2 separate regions of the Oryctolagus cuniculus genome follow, and region 2 is linked to region 1. Evidence: chromatin contacts called from public Micro-C data. All regions are on one chromosome and are shown on one strand. The core of a region is the stretch at or near the end of the contact, and the rest is flanking DNA. Distances in the headings are between cores, read along the strand shown. Region 1 holds the start of FZD1 (frizzled class receptor 1). Region 2 overlaps CDK14 (cyclin dependent kinase 14).

Region 1 (6,233 bases), core at 1,445-3,944:
AAATCTTACATTGGCTATTTACAGTCACAAAAGCGTACAGTCCGGGGTCCGGCGCGGCGGTCCAACTGTCCCCTCCGCGCCCCGGCCGGCGCCGGCGAGTCGCGGCCCTGGCGTCCGCGCGCCCCCCGGGGGGACGGCGGCTTCGGCGTCCCGGGAGCGGGCGTGGAGCGGCGCGGCGCGGCGCGGCGCTGGGCCCCCCGACCCCACCCCGGAACCTCAGACCGTGGTCTCCCCCTGTTTGCTGTTGGTGAGGCGCGTGTAGAACTTCCTCCAGGAGTTGAGGGTCTTGCCCGACCAGATCCAGAAGCCGGACGTGATGCCCACGATGAGCGTCATCAGGTACTTGATCATGAAGACGGTGAAGTCCGGGCTCATGGGCGGGTGCGGCGGCGCGGCCCCGCCCGCCTGCAGGTGCGGGCAGGGGATGGCGTAGCTCTTGCAGCTCTGGGCCACCCAGCTGCGCTCCCACTGGTCCCGGAAGGCCTGCTCGTAGAAGTAGCAGGCGATGACGATGGTGGCGGGCACGGTGTAGAGCACCGAGAACACGCCGATGCGCACCATGAGCTTCTCCAGCTTCTCCGTCTTGGTGCCGTCGTGCTTCATGATGGTGCGGATGCGGAAGAGCGACACGAAGCCGGCCAGCAGGAAGGAGGTGCCGATGAACAGGTAGACGAAGAGCGGCGCCAGCACGAAGCCCCGCAGCGCGTCCACGTTGTTGAGCCCCACGAAGCACACGCCGCTCAGCACGTCGCCGTCCACCTGGCCCAGCGCCAGGATGGTGATGGTCTTGATGGCGGGCACGGCCCAGGCGGCCAGGTGGAAGTACTGCGAGTTGGCCTCGATGGCCTCGTGGCCCCACTTCATGCCGGCCGCCAGGAACCAGGTGAGCGACAGGATGACCCACCAGATGGAGCTGGCCATGCTGAAGAAGTAGAGCATCATGAAGAGGATGGTGCAGCCCTCCTTCTTGGTGCCCTGCGCCACCGTGCGCGCGCCGTCCTCGGCGAACTTGTCGTTGCACACCACGCGGTCCTCCAGCAGGAAGCCGGCGATGTAGGCCACGGCCACGGCCGTGTAGCAGCCCGACAGGAAGATGATGGGCCGCTCCGGGTAGCTGAAGCGCCGCATGTCCACCAGGTACGTGAGCACCGTGAAGAGCGTGGAGGCGCAGCACAGCACCGACCAGATGCCGACCCAGGTGCGCGAGAAGCGCAGCTCCTCGGGCCCGAAGTACATGAGCCCGTACACCTTGGTGGGCTCGCAGGGCGCGCCGCAGTCCTTCTCGCCCAGGAAGTGGTAGTTGAGGTAGGCGGGCACCTTGAGCGCGCGCGGGCAGGAGAACTTGCCGCGCTCCGCCGCGCCCGCGCCCCCGGCGGAGCCGCCGCGGTGGCCCGCGCCGCCGTGCTGCGGGTTGCTGGTCCAGAACTCGGGCAGCAGCGACGGCGTCGGCGTGCCCTTGTCGGACGTGTTCTGGCCCACGCACAGCTCGCCCGCGCCGTGCACCGGGAACTTCTCGCACTTGAGCGTCTCGGGCCACTGGAAGCCGAACTTGTTCATGAGCGCCTCGCAGCCCTGGCGCGCGCGCTCGCACAGGGAGCGGCAGGGCGGCAGCGCCTGCTCCAGCACGGTGCACACGGGCGCGTACATGGAGCACAGGAAGAACTTGAGCTCGGCCGAGCACTGCACCTTCACCAGCGGGTAGAACTGGTGCACCTCGAGGCCCGCGTCCTCCTGGTTCGTGTGGCCCAGCAGGTTGGGCATGATGGTCTGGTTGTACGCGATGTCCGTGCACAGCGGGATGGAGATGGGCTGGCAGTAGCCGTGGTCCGGGATGGAGATGCCCCGCTCGCCGTTGTACTGCTGCGCGCCGCCCTGCTGCTGCTGGGGCGGCGGCGGCGGAGGCGGCGGCGGCGGGGGCTGCTGCCCCGGCCCGGGCCCCTGGCCCGCCGCCTGCGCGCGGACCCCCAGCAGCAGCGGGGCCTCCAGCAGCCAGAGCAGCAGCAGCAGCAGCCGGCGGGCCAAGCGCCCGGGGTCCGCCGAGGGGCGGCGCGATCGACGGGGCCGGCGGGGGCCGCCCGCGTCCCCGCTGCCCGCCTCGGCCGGCCCGGCCCGGAGCGCCCCGGCGCAAAGTTCCCGGCTCGCTGCGGCGGCCCGGCACTTCTTAGGCGCCTCCTCCTCAGCCATACTTTCTGGGCTCCTTTCTCCGCGCCGCTCGGCTGGCAGTGGCGCGGCCGGCGGCGGCGGCGGCAGCGGCGGCGTCCCCTGCGTCCGGGGAGACCCGGTCCCCGCCGGTGCCGTCCGTCGAGCCCGAGCCGCGCTCGGCCCGCTCCCCCGGCTCCCGCTCCGCGTCCCGCAGCCGCCGCCGCCGCCGCGGAAACTTGCGGTTCATGAAGCGCGGGCGGCGGGGAGAGCCCGGGTGGCTCGGGCGCGCCGGGGTCGCGTCCCGCCTTGCTGGCCCTCGGCTCCCTGGCTCCCGGCTGGCGGCGCCGCGCTAGTGGCCTGGGCCCCGTGCAGCGCGCAACTCCCCGCAACCCAGCGGCCTCGGCTCCCCCCTGCGCCTCCGCCTCCTTCTCCGCCGCCGCCGCCTGACCATTTGTGTCAATCCCTCAACTCGCTGCCTCTCCTCTCCCTCGCGCGCCCTCCGACCGGTTTCCAGGCGCCCCGCAGTCTGTCTTTCACCAGGAGGGAGGAGCCTTGAAACCGACGCGGAACTGGAGGCTCAGGGACCGTCGCCCAATCGCGGCACCGGTTTCCCGACGCAGAGGGAGCCCGCCGCCTACTCGCCCAGCACACGCCGGCGGCGGCGGGCGGGCGGGCTGGCGCGCGGGAGGAGGCGGCGGCGGCGGCAGGGGGAGGAGGAGGAGGAGGAGGAGGAGGAGGAGGAGGAGGAGGAAGTAGTGGTGGTAGCAGAAGCAGCGCTGAGGCACAAAGAGTGGGTTTGCTAGGAAGCGGCATAGGCTTGCTTGCGCTCGCCTTTGCGAATGGCCCCGCAGGCTGCGGGAGAAAAAGCACAAGAAGCGGCGGGCGGAGCGGGGGCCGAGCTGGGCTCTGCTGGGACCGGTGTCCGTGCTTAGCGTCCTGCCCTGGACGCTGGTCAGCGGCAGCACGCGGGGGCGTCGCCGGCGGGCGGCTGCCTCGGCCCGCGTGGACCCGGAGCGCCGTTCCGAACCCCCGCCGCGGAAGTTCGCGGATCCCGGACGCACATGCAAACTTGGATGGTGTCTGGGAAGTCAAGCCATGGGCGCCCCTTCCGCCGCTTTCTCCTGGCAGCCCAACTCCTCGAGACAGGAGCAGAAGCAGAGAAAAACCCTTGGGGGCCCCGCGGGTAGCGGAGTCGAGCGCCGGGGGGCTTGGGGGCAGGGGCCGCTGCTCAGAGCCTGCCCGAGCCCCTGCCTGCACCGCCGGGTCCGGGGTCTTTGACGGGGGCGCGGAGCTGGGGACGCCAGTCCAAAACCCAGGTGTCTGGAAACAAAAAAGCACGACTCACCCCAGACCCACTCGCGCCGTCGCAGCAGTGCCCACCCTTGCTTCTCGGGCAGTGACCTTGTGATGGGCTCATTACGTGACGGCTGAATCCGCGAAGTGCCGTTGTGTGCGTTAGCTGTGCTCCCGAGGAGGACGGGGGGTGGAGGTCTCCAGTCACTGTCTATCGTTCATAGATGGATGGTCCACTCATTTAGAGACTTAGCAGGCTCCCAACCTGCAGCACGCAGACCTAGGAGATAAGAGAGGCACGGTCCAGACAGGGAGGGCTGCATAGCGCGGCAGGGCCAGGGAGCCTACTGCGGTCCCCTAACTTCTGTCCCAGAGACAGAGGGCTCAGGGGCCACAGCCAGCAGAGGGGATAGGGAGGGTGCTGAAGACGGGCAGGCGCTTAGGTTGTGAAAGGGCCAGGGGAGGTGAGCGTTCCCGGGCTGAGGAAGCAGGAGAAAAGGCTGGAGTTCATAGCAGGAAGTTTGGACCAAATTATAGGGACAATAGGGAGCTATGGATGGCTGCTTTCCCCCTGGGCGAGCAGTGAGCAGCGCAGGTCACTGCTTGGCCAGGTGTTACTTGGAGGCAGGCCCACCAGCAGTTGGATTTCAGCACCATGCCTACTGGGGTTTTAAGGACGTGCAGTCGCATCTTTACCTGTTAAAACAAATTGAGGACTGTTTGTGTTAGATGCACGGTACTGGTTTTCAAATATTAATGGAGGGGTCGGCGCTGTGGCGTAATGGGTCTGCGGTACCGGCATCCCACATGGCCACTGGTTCTAGTCTAGGGGCTGCTCCTCTTCCAGTCCAGCTCTCTGCTGTGGCCTGGGAAAGCAGTGGAAGATGCCCAAGTCCTTGGGCCCCTGCACCCACGTGGCTCCTACATTCAACACGAACAACTACCACCACCCCAGATTCCTCTCTCCAAAGCCAGAGCATGTAGGGACCTTGGTGGAGAAGGCGGTACTTTTTCTTAGAGGAGGTGACGCGCTCCTGTTTCCCGAGTCTCTCTACTGAAAGTCTTGAACTTGTTTAATCTTCCACCCAGTGGTGCAGTTTCCCCATAGGAGCCTCAAGGGAGCAGCCAGAGTTAAAGGGGCTGGGGATGTCAATCCTACCAGATCACGGAACTGGAAGGTGCCAAAGACATCACCTAGGAACTCGTTTCTCTCCAGTTTACAACTAAGAACACAAGGCCCAGAAATGTTAAGGGACGTGCCTCAGGTGAAATAGCTTTTAAAATTTTTTTTGGCATAACTTTCATTTGATGCTTATTTTAATCCTTTCTATATTCTGTTGAGTAACCATGGTTCTTTTAATTTTTGAAGCCAATTTTCTGTCATTCTTCCTCAATACACTGCATTAAAAAAGACTTCATAATTTTTTTTTTTTTTGAGAAGTCATTTTCTGGGCCCATGTTGTGGCATAGTGGGTTGAGGCACTGCCTGCATTGCCAGCATCCCATATGGGCACCCATTCAAGTTCCAGCTGCTCCACTTCTGATCCAGCTCCCTGCTAATATGCCTAGGAAAGCAGTGGATGATGGCCCAAGTCCTTGGGCCCCTGCAGCCCCATGGGAGACCTGGAAGAAGCTCCTGGCTCCTGGCTTTGGCCTGGCCCAGCCATGGGTGTTGTGGCCTTTTGCAGAGTGAACCAGCAGATGGAAGACCCCTGTCTCCCCCTTCTCTGTAACTCTGCCTTTCAAATAAATAAAATAGATCATTTTTTTTCTTTTTAAAGTCATTTTCTAAGAGCTGCTTCCCATAGTTAAAAACCTACAAGGTCCTCTGTTTGAAGCAGTGGTTAAGGTGTTACCAGGAACACTGGATCCCCCCTTGGAGTGTCTGGATTTTGATCCTGGCATTGCTCCCCATTGTAGCTTCCTGTTAATACCCTGGGAGGGAGGCAGCAGGTGATGTGAGTGATCGGATTCTTCCATCCCCGTGGAAGACCCAGATTGAGTCATGATACCCTCCTGGCCCTGCCCTGGCTCTTGCAGGCATTTGGGGAGTGAATCTTCAGGTGGGAACTTGCTCCCTTTCTCTCTCCCTCTCTCTGGCTTTCAAATTAAAAACCATCAACAAAGCTGACTTTCTATTTATCTATCACATCAATACAGTATTCTGTTGATCAAATCTATGTGCCAGAAGGGAAGCTACTAGGGGCCGCCAATGTGGTGTAGTGGGTAAAGCCACCGCCTGTGATGCCAGCATCCCATGCAGGTGTTTATTCAAGTTCTGGCTGCTCTACTTCTGATCCAGCTCCCTGCTAATGTGCCTGGGAAATCAGCAGAAAATGGCCCCAGTACTGGGCTGTCTTCAGCCTGGCCAGCCCTTGCCATTGCCAGCCACCATCTGGGGGAGTGAACCAGCAGATGGAAGACTATAAATAAATAAATCTTAAAGGAAAAAAAAAAAGGAAGCAAGCGGTGCCTCTAGGAGCCGGTGTTATGGAAGGGGGCTTCTGGGAGGTGATGGAGGCGATGAGTAACAAAATGTTAGAAGAGAAATAGGAGTTGCATATTGTGACATTAGTCTAAAATACATTGGTTTGAGATGCGCAGATTACTAAGTATGAACTTGTATGAACTTGGGAATAAAAATATTTCAATTAGGTCAGACTGTAAACAGACCCTGGTTCCTCCTCAATATTGGAGTCAGGTTGCCGCTAAAGGCAGGTTGAATGTGGCTGACTACCAGATAGAGAATCAGTTCCCTGACAAACCTGTACAGCCGGGTGTGCACGGACACGCAAGCA
Region 2 (6,233 bases), core at 952-3,451, 190 kb after region 1:
TGTGCCGCTCCCCTGCGGAAGTGGGGAAAGTGGCAGGGGTCCCGCCCCTCCACGGAGGTGGAGGGACGGTAGCTAACCCGGGAAGAACCAGCAGCAAACCCGGGGAGGGCCGAGCAGACAAAAGAACAGCGCAGGGTTTAGTATCGTTCCTCCACGAAGAGGGGGAGCGACATACCACCTTTCTCTCGATGGCTTCTTCTTTGTCTTCCTGTGTCACTTGACAGATCTTGATTCTGTCCTCTTTGAGGTTTTCTAGGTCTCCCATCAGAGCCTGGGATGCATCTCCTGTTAGGCCCTCCTCCTTTCCCTTTCAAGCATCCAATCTTCTGGTTCCTGGAATAACTGCCCTCCCTTAGGTAGCAAGGGGTTTAGTGGCTCTGATTAACATCACAGCTGTGTTAACGCCTGCAGCAACTGAACTAATGATTTGCTCTTATGAAAACGAATTAGCTCTGTGGTGTAAACTTTCAAGCAAGCAGCTGGGTCTTTGGGGGCCTCCAAATACCATGTGCAGGTATCCAAGGTTAGGTGAGAGATCTGCTGGGACGTGCTGATCCCTGTGTTGGAAACTATGATTTCAAGGGTGAGGAACTGCAGCCCACGAAGGCTTCTAATGCAGGCCTCATACCCACAAGGCTGGGCAATCGACGAGGCAAGAGGCTGCAATTCTAAAGTGTCTGCTGCTGAACACATCATCCCAATAAACCTGTTTCCCCCCCAAAAGTAAATCAATGATGTATCGAATAATTTCTTTGAAAATATTACAAGGAGAAGTCTCTAGGCACTAAATAAATTAAAACTGTTACTTTGATGTAAATAGAATTATAACAAAAATGAACAACAATGAAAAAAGTAGAAGTGGGGGAATGATTTTAAGATCTGACTCAAATCAACTGTGCCCCCTAGTGCCGTAACAGGGTCCTTGCCTTCCTCTCTAACTTGCCTCGCAATACATTATTATGTCAGACAATTTTAGATCAACTGAGAAAAGGGCAGAGTGGAAAACAAGGTCTTTCAGTTTCTTGAGAAGGCACTGACTTAAATCTTATGGGGCTACATCAGCCATGATGACTAGAAAAATGCAATGGAGAACCAGCGACACACTCATTATCCCTTCAAATTACATTCTGAATATACTGAGTTTTATGCACATATAACATCACTATCTATCAAGTTATCAAACATCAAACATCAAATCAGATAAAATGTTCATGGAAAATCCAAGAGCACTAAATTGAAAACAATTCTAAATATCCTAAATTAGGATTTGTGGCTTAGCAGGTGCATTCAGACATAGTAGATAAATGTTTTCTTCTCGGCTTTTTGTGTTTCCCAAAAGCCAAGCTTTATCACAATGCTTACATATTTGCCATACGCTTAAAATATCAATTTTGATACATTCTTAGGAGAAATGCAGTTGCACTCAACTAGCAGAAGGATTATGGGCAGAAGCAGAGTGGGGCGGGGCAAGCAGGAGGAAGGGTTACCCAGCACCACAGAGCTTGTTGGCCCTTTCACTTCACCAGCCAAGAGTTCTGTCTTCAGCAACCTTGTGGTTTGATCCTCAGTTCTCTTTCTGATACTTTCAAACCTCCCAAATTGTTCAGCGGTTCAGAAGTTCCAAAACAAGCAAATGTGTTCCTGGAATCTTACCCTTGACTGCGCTGGAGAGCATTTTCTAAGGCTTCCTCTGCAGCCAAAATAATAAAAGATCTTTTAAGTGGCTGAAATTCTTGGTTGATTGCACATACATGCCAATGTCAGGCAACTATAAATAGAGAGATTTGGAGGAGAAATAGGGAGAGTCTTTATAACTCAATGAAATCAAATGGAATGTTTTGAAGGCAGGCAGAAAACAAGACGTGTTTTTATAAAATTAAGACTTGTCTCCCTTTTATCCAAAATCCCCTTATGCAGGAAGAGCCCGCATGGTTCATGCACTTCCAGGATAAGGGAATAAAAGGGCTTCTTTATTGATACAAATTTATTATTCTCAATACTATAATTGAGCTTTTCTCTATACAATATCCTTTTGAGTTTGGATGTCTGTTGGATCATTCGAAAATTTCCCCCATTACTGCTTTGTCTTGTCAGAACATTTAAAAAACAACTCTCAAAGGACAGAATCTCACCCATGGTTGCTGCCGGGAATGAACTCAGCAGAGTGCTACATGGGTGTTACCCAGGGCAAGCGTGGCCCCCAAGTAAACCGGGTCACGTGCTCCAGCCGTGAAAAGCACTCACAGGTCCACAGCTCAAGCTACTGCTGCTCTCCAAGTGGCCTAACCTGTCTGCTGGCTGTAAGAGCTGGGCTAACGGGTATTTATCAAGGCACAGGTACTTAACTTTGAACAGTCACCCACCCATCTTATATTAACCTATATAAATAGGATTCAAATTAGTTCTTGCAAATTAGTTCACTTTATTTGGAACCTGTACCGGAGAATTTACCAATTACTTCAGTTTATTAATTGTGCTGTAGGACAGACAAATTAGTTAGCGGCAATGGGGGAAAGCGGCGTTTGTTTAACGGTCTTTTAATGTGGTTCTCTCGACTCCAGATCGCACTCCTCAAGTGGGAGACGTCGGAATGTCGATGACGGCTGCAAGGTCGATTTGGAGGAAGAATCAATAGCAGAATTAATCTCTCAGAATTCTCGGTTCTCTAACGTTGGCTGGAGGCTATAGCTTGGCTCCAAAGATTCAACACTTAATACTGCATCCCAGAAAGTAATGTTTTAATAATATGCCTAGTGATGATGTTATTACTTGGTGTTTCTGAATTGAAGCCTTAAGGCAACAAAAAATAGGACTTGTGGGAACTTCAAAATAGTCATGAAGATGGCTACTAAACAAGCCATGTTCATAATTTTAAAGTCTTATCTCAAGTCTGGCCTTTAATATTTTCCCTAAAATATTTAAAATGTAATCTGACGGTAGGGTTCAGTTTATTAGATGTCTCTGAATTAATCCTGATGATAAAATCTACAATTCCAATGCTTTATTCCCCATAAATGCTGAGAGGCCTTCAAACAGTCCATGGGAATTGAGCATTACGAAGAAACCATGCATGGATTCAAGTGTTTTTGGAACCAAAATAAACTCATTTTAATAACAATATTTTTGGCTGAAAGGCAGAGAGTGACAGAGAGAGGGAGAGACAGACAGACATTCTTCCATCTACTGGTTTACTCCCCAAATGCTCACAATAGCTAGAGTTAGGTCATGCTGCAGCCAGGAGCCAGGAATTCCATCCAAGTCTCCCCAGTAGGAGGGAGGACACTGAGCCACCTTCTGCCCCCTCCCAGGATGCACATTAGCAGGAAGCTAGGTTAGAGGCATGGGTACCTGGGATCCAAACCACACCCTCCAATGTAGGACGCAGGCATCCTAAGTAGCACAACAACCTCTGTCCCTAAACGCACAAACTCATCTTTTAATTCCATTTCCATGGACTTTAAAAAAAATTTATTATTTGAGAGAGAGAGAGTGAGAAACAGAGATCTTCCATCTGCTGGTTCATTCCCCATGGCTATGATAGTGAGGCCTAGGTCAGGTCCCTCTGGATCTCCCATGTAGGAAGCAGGGGCCCACAGTACTTGGACATATTAGCTGGGAGCTGGATTGGAAGTGGAGCAGCCAGGACATGAACTGGCACTCCAATATGGGCTGCTGGCTTGCAGGAGGAGGCTTTACCTTATGCGCCACAATGCTGGCCCCACCACAAACTTTTTGAAGGACATTCACATAAGGTAGAGGTTCAACTACTTCATCAAGAATCGTTTCATAAAGTGGTTACTTGGTTGAACAAAACTTTTAGATCAATTATGATAGGAACGTGATCATTTAATTAAGGGAGGAAGTGTGCACAGTATAAATAAAGGCACGTAATTTAAATATGTTAGACATTGGTTATACGCAGGTAGGTCAAAGGGGAGGAGCAGACATAGGACATTACAGTAGCAGGGTGAGACTGAGAAGTGACACTTTCATTGGCAAAGGCAAAACCTGGTGTTAAACAAAATGATGACAATGGTGTGTTCTACATACAGATTTAATGACAATAAATCACCAAATCCCTCTAGTAAACTCCTGTGGAATTTTGCATACTAATTCTATAATCTCTTCACAATCAGGTGTCCACTATATTCCTAACAGCAATTGTTTCAAGTATTTTTAATATAAAATTTTTTTTCATCTTCATAACCAATGGGTCCAAAATTAAACATGCCATTACAGTAAAAAGAGATATTGAAACACCAAATTCCTCAGCTAAAATTTTGTTATGACAAATGACAGTTTATTTAATCAAAGCCATTTTGGTTATCTGTTCCCCAGCATCATGCTTCAAACGTGATGCCCAGAAGTAAACAGGAGGGACCCGGTGAGTTTGTTTTCTGACTTCTGATGATTTCTAATGAGTTGGCTTCCCAGAAGATTCCCGGATAACTTATAAGAGCTAGACCTTCAGATTTTGTGAAATTTTAAAACCAATATAAATAAAAATATTTCAACAGGACAAGAGAGATAATAGCAATAAAATAATCAGAGGACATACTTATATACTTTAGCTTCCCAACAAAACTTAGGGGAAAAATTGGTAAGCTGAAAATTGGTGAATGAGCAATTTTATCTCGCTCAAAAGCTGTCACTAACACCATTTGGATTGGAAAGTCAGTCACTTTATTCTGTTTTCAAAGTGTAATTTTGCTGATACTAAAATCTTTCTTGCAATTCAGTTCCAAGAAGACTAACCACAGTACATTTTAGGACTCGGGACCTGAAGCCATGCCACACTGCTCTAGGAACCCAAACTTCTACTGAACACTGGCTCAGACTGAACACAGTAGCTGGCACATGGTGAGGGTGTCACAGTGATTTAATGGCTACAAGAACAAATTTTTTAAAATTTCATGACAAACTGATCAGGAATTATAAATATTGAGAGAGAGAAAGAATGAACATAATCTGTATAAAGACTTACTTATTCCATGCTTGTCTAAGGTTTTTAGAGCTGTACAGGGTAAAACGTTCTGAAATAGAAAAGAAAAATGATAAACAATCTTTGTATCAAATGTTTACACTGAAAGCATGTTGAAGAAAACTCAACTTTTAAAAAAAGACATTGGGTGTGGTCACAGTTAGGCTAGCCACAGTAAGGTCCTCACCTTCAGACAGGATAGCTGCTGAGGAAAACAGAAAGGAGTGCAACATTTTACATAATGAGGCCTGGCTTTATTTTGTGTTTTGTCTAGGATGATTTATTTCGTAATCTTGTTTCTAATCATGTCTTAGAATAACTTAAGTTTTAATTAGATTGGAAAATCTAATTTGAAACCTTCAAACTTTCAGATTGTTTCAGAATATTACCTATACTCCATTGAATAAGACTTGTTTTGTTTTTTTTTTTTTTTTTCCATGAAGACTTCTCTGACCAAATAATGCTGGGTCTTCTTCCTTAAAATGAGTAGCATTTATACCTGCTCAAAGCCAAAGCACCAAGGTCTTGGCATGTGTATTGACATTTGTCATGGGACAATCTGGTTAAATAACAAAGTGATACAGAATAGACTTCAGTAATCTTTCAGTCCTGATGATATGACAACTAATGCCTTGGTATGCCTCTTTGCACACACACGTCCTTGTGTCTCTGTATTTATTTCTTTTTTTGCACTGCATGATACTTAGTGTAAAATCCTTTCCAACAATGTCACTGAGAGAGAGAGATCGCTTCCCCCACTGCCATTTGGCCACCGGTCTCTCATCACTCCCCTCAGCAACAGGGGAGAGAAATCCAGAGTTTGCTGCCTGTGCCAACAATGAAAATGCTGGAGCACCAGCTGGCAACGCAGTCGCCTTTGGCATCGCTCTCATGAACCACATCAGAAGGACCAGGATGCTCCCCTGTTGATGACCACACCCGTGCTTCCGAGGTTAACAGAGCGGTGCCTGATGACGCTGTAAACATGCCGGCTTCCATCCTGGAGGGGAGATCAGGGTAGTGAAGGCATCAGCTTCGTGGGTCGCCAGATGAGGATTCCTTTTGTGTCCACAAAGATCTTTCTCACTTTGTGCAACTTGGACTTGGGTTCCTCTCATGTATATTACAATGAGCAGCAAAGTGACTCTCGGTGTCACGGGTCAGACAGAAACTGTCTCCAGTCTTGTTGATCCTGATGACGTCCATAAAACCAGCTGGGTGGGATCCAGCAGTGCAGATGGCAGACGCACGC

The links. Hi-C and Micro-C count contacts between places; a contact is called where the count stands out from the background.
Region 2: a Micro-C map of ear pinna shows a contact between it and region 1, with 4 times the contacts expected there. The contact joins the enhancer-like site here to the promoter of FZD1 in region 1. A contact is called at or near these places in 2 of 6 Hi-C or Micro-C datasets (ear pinna and skin fibroblasts).

Annotation. Positions count from the first base shown.
Region 1 is chr16:44,329,687-44,335,919 of mOryCun1.1, forward strand. FZD1 (frizzled class receptor 1) reads right to left here and starts at 2,695. Exons shown (of 1, transcript XM_008261754.4): 1 at 1-2,695. The coding sequence starts at 2,184. The coding sequence ends at 217.
Region 2 is chr16:44,516,825-44,523,057 of mOryCun1.1, forward strand. It overlaps CDK14 (cyclin dependent kinase 14), which reads right to left. Exons shown (of 13, transcript NM_001171277.1): 11 at 4,985-5,033. Among named protein-coding and RNA genes, the nearest start is that of FZD1, 190 kb to the left of the region's middle. Within about 2 kb of position 2,202, at least 1 of the 8 cell types and tissues checked has an H3K27ac peak or open chromatin away from gene starts, as enhancers often do. A contact at or near this core is called in ear pinna, where this site is marked.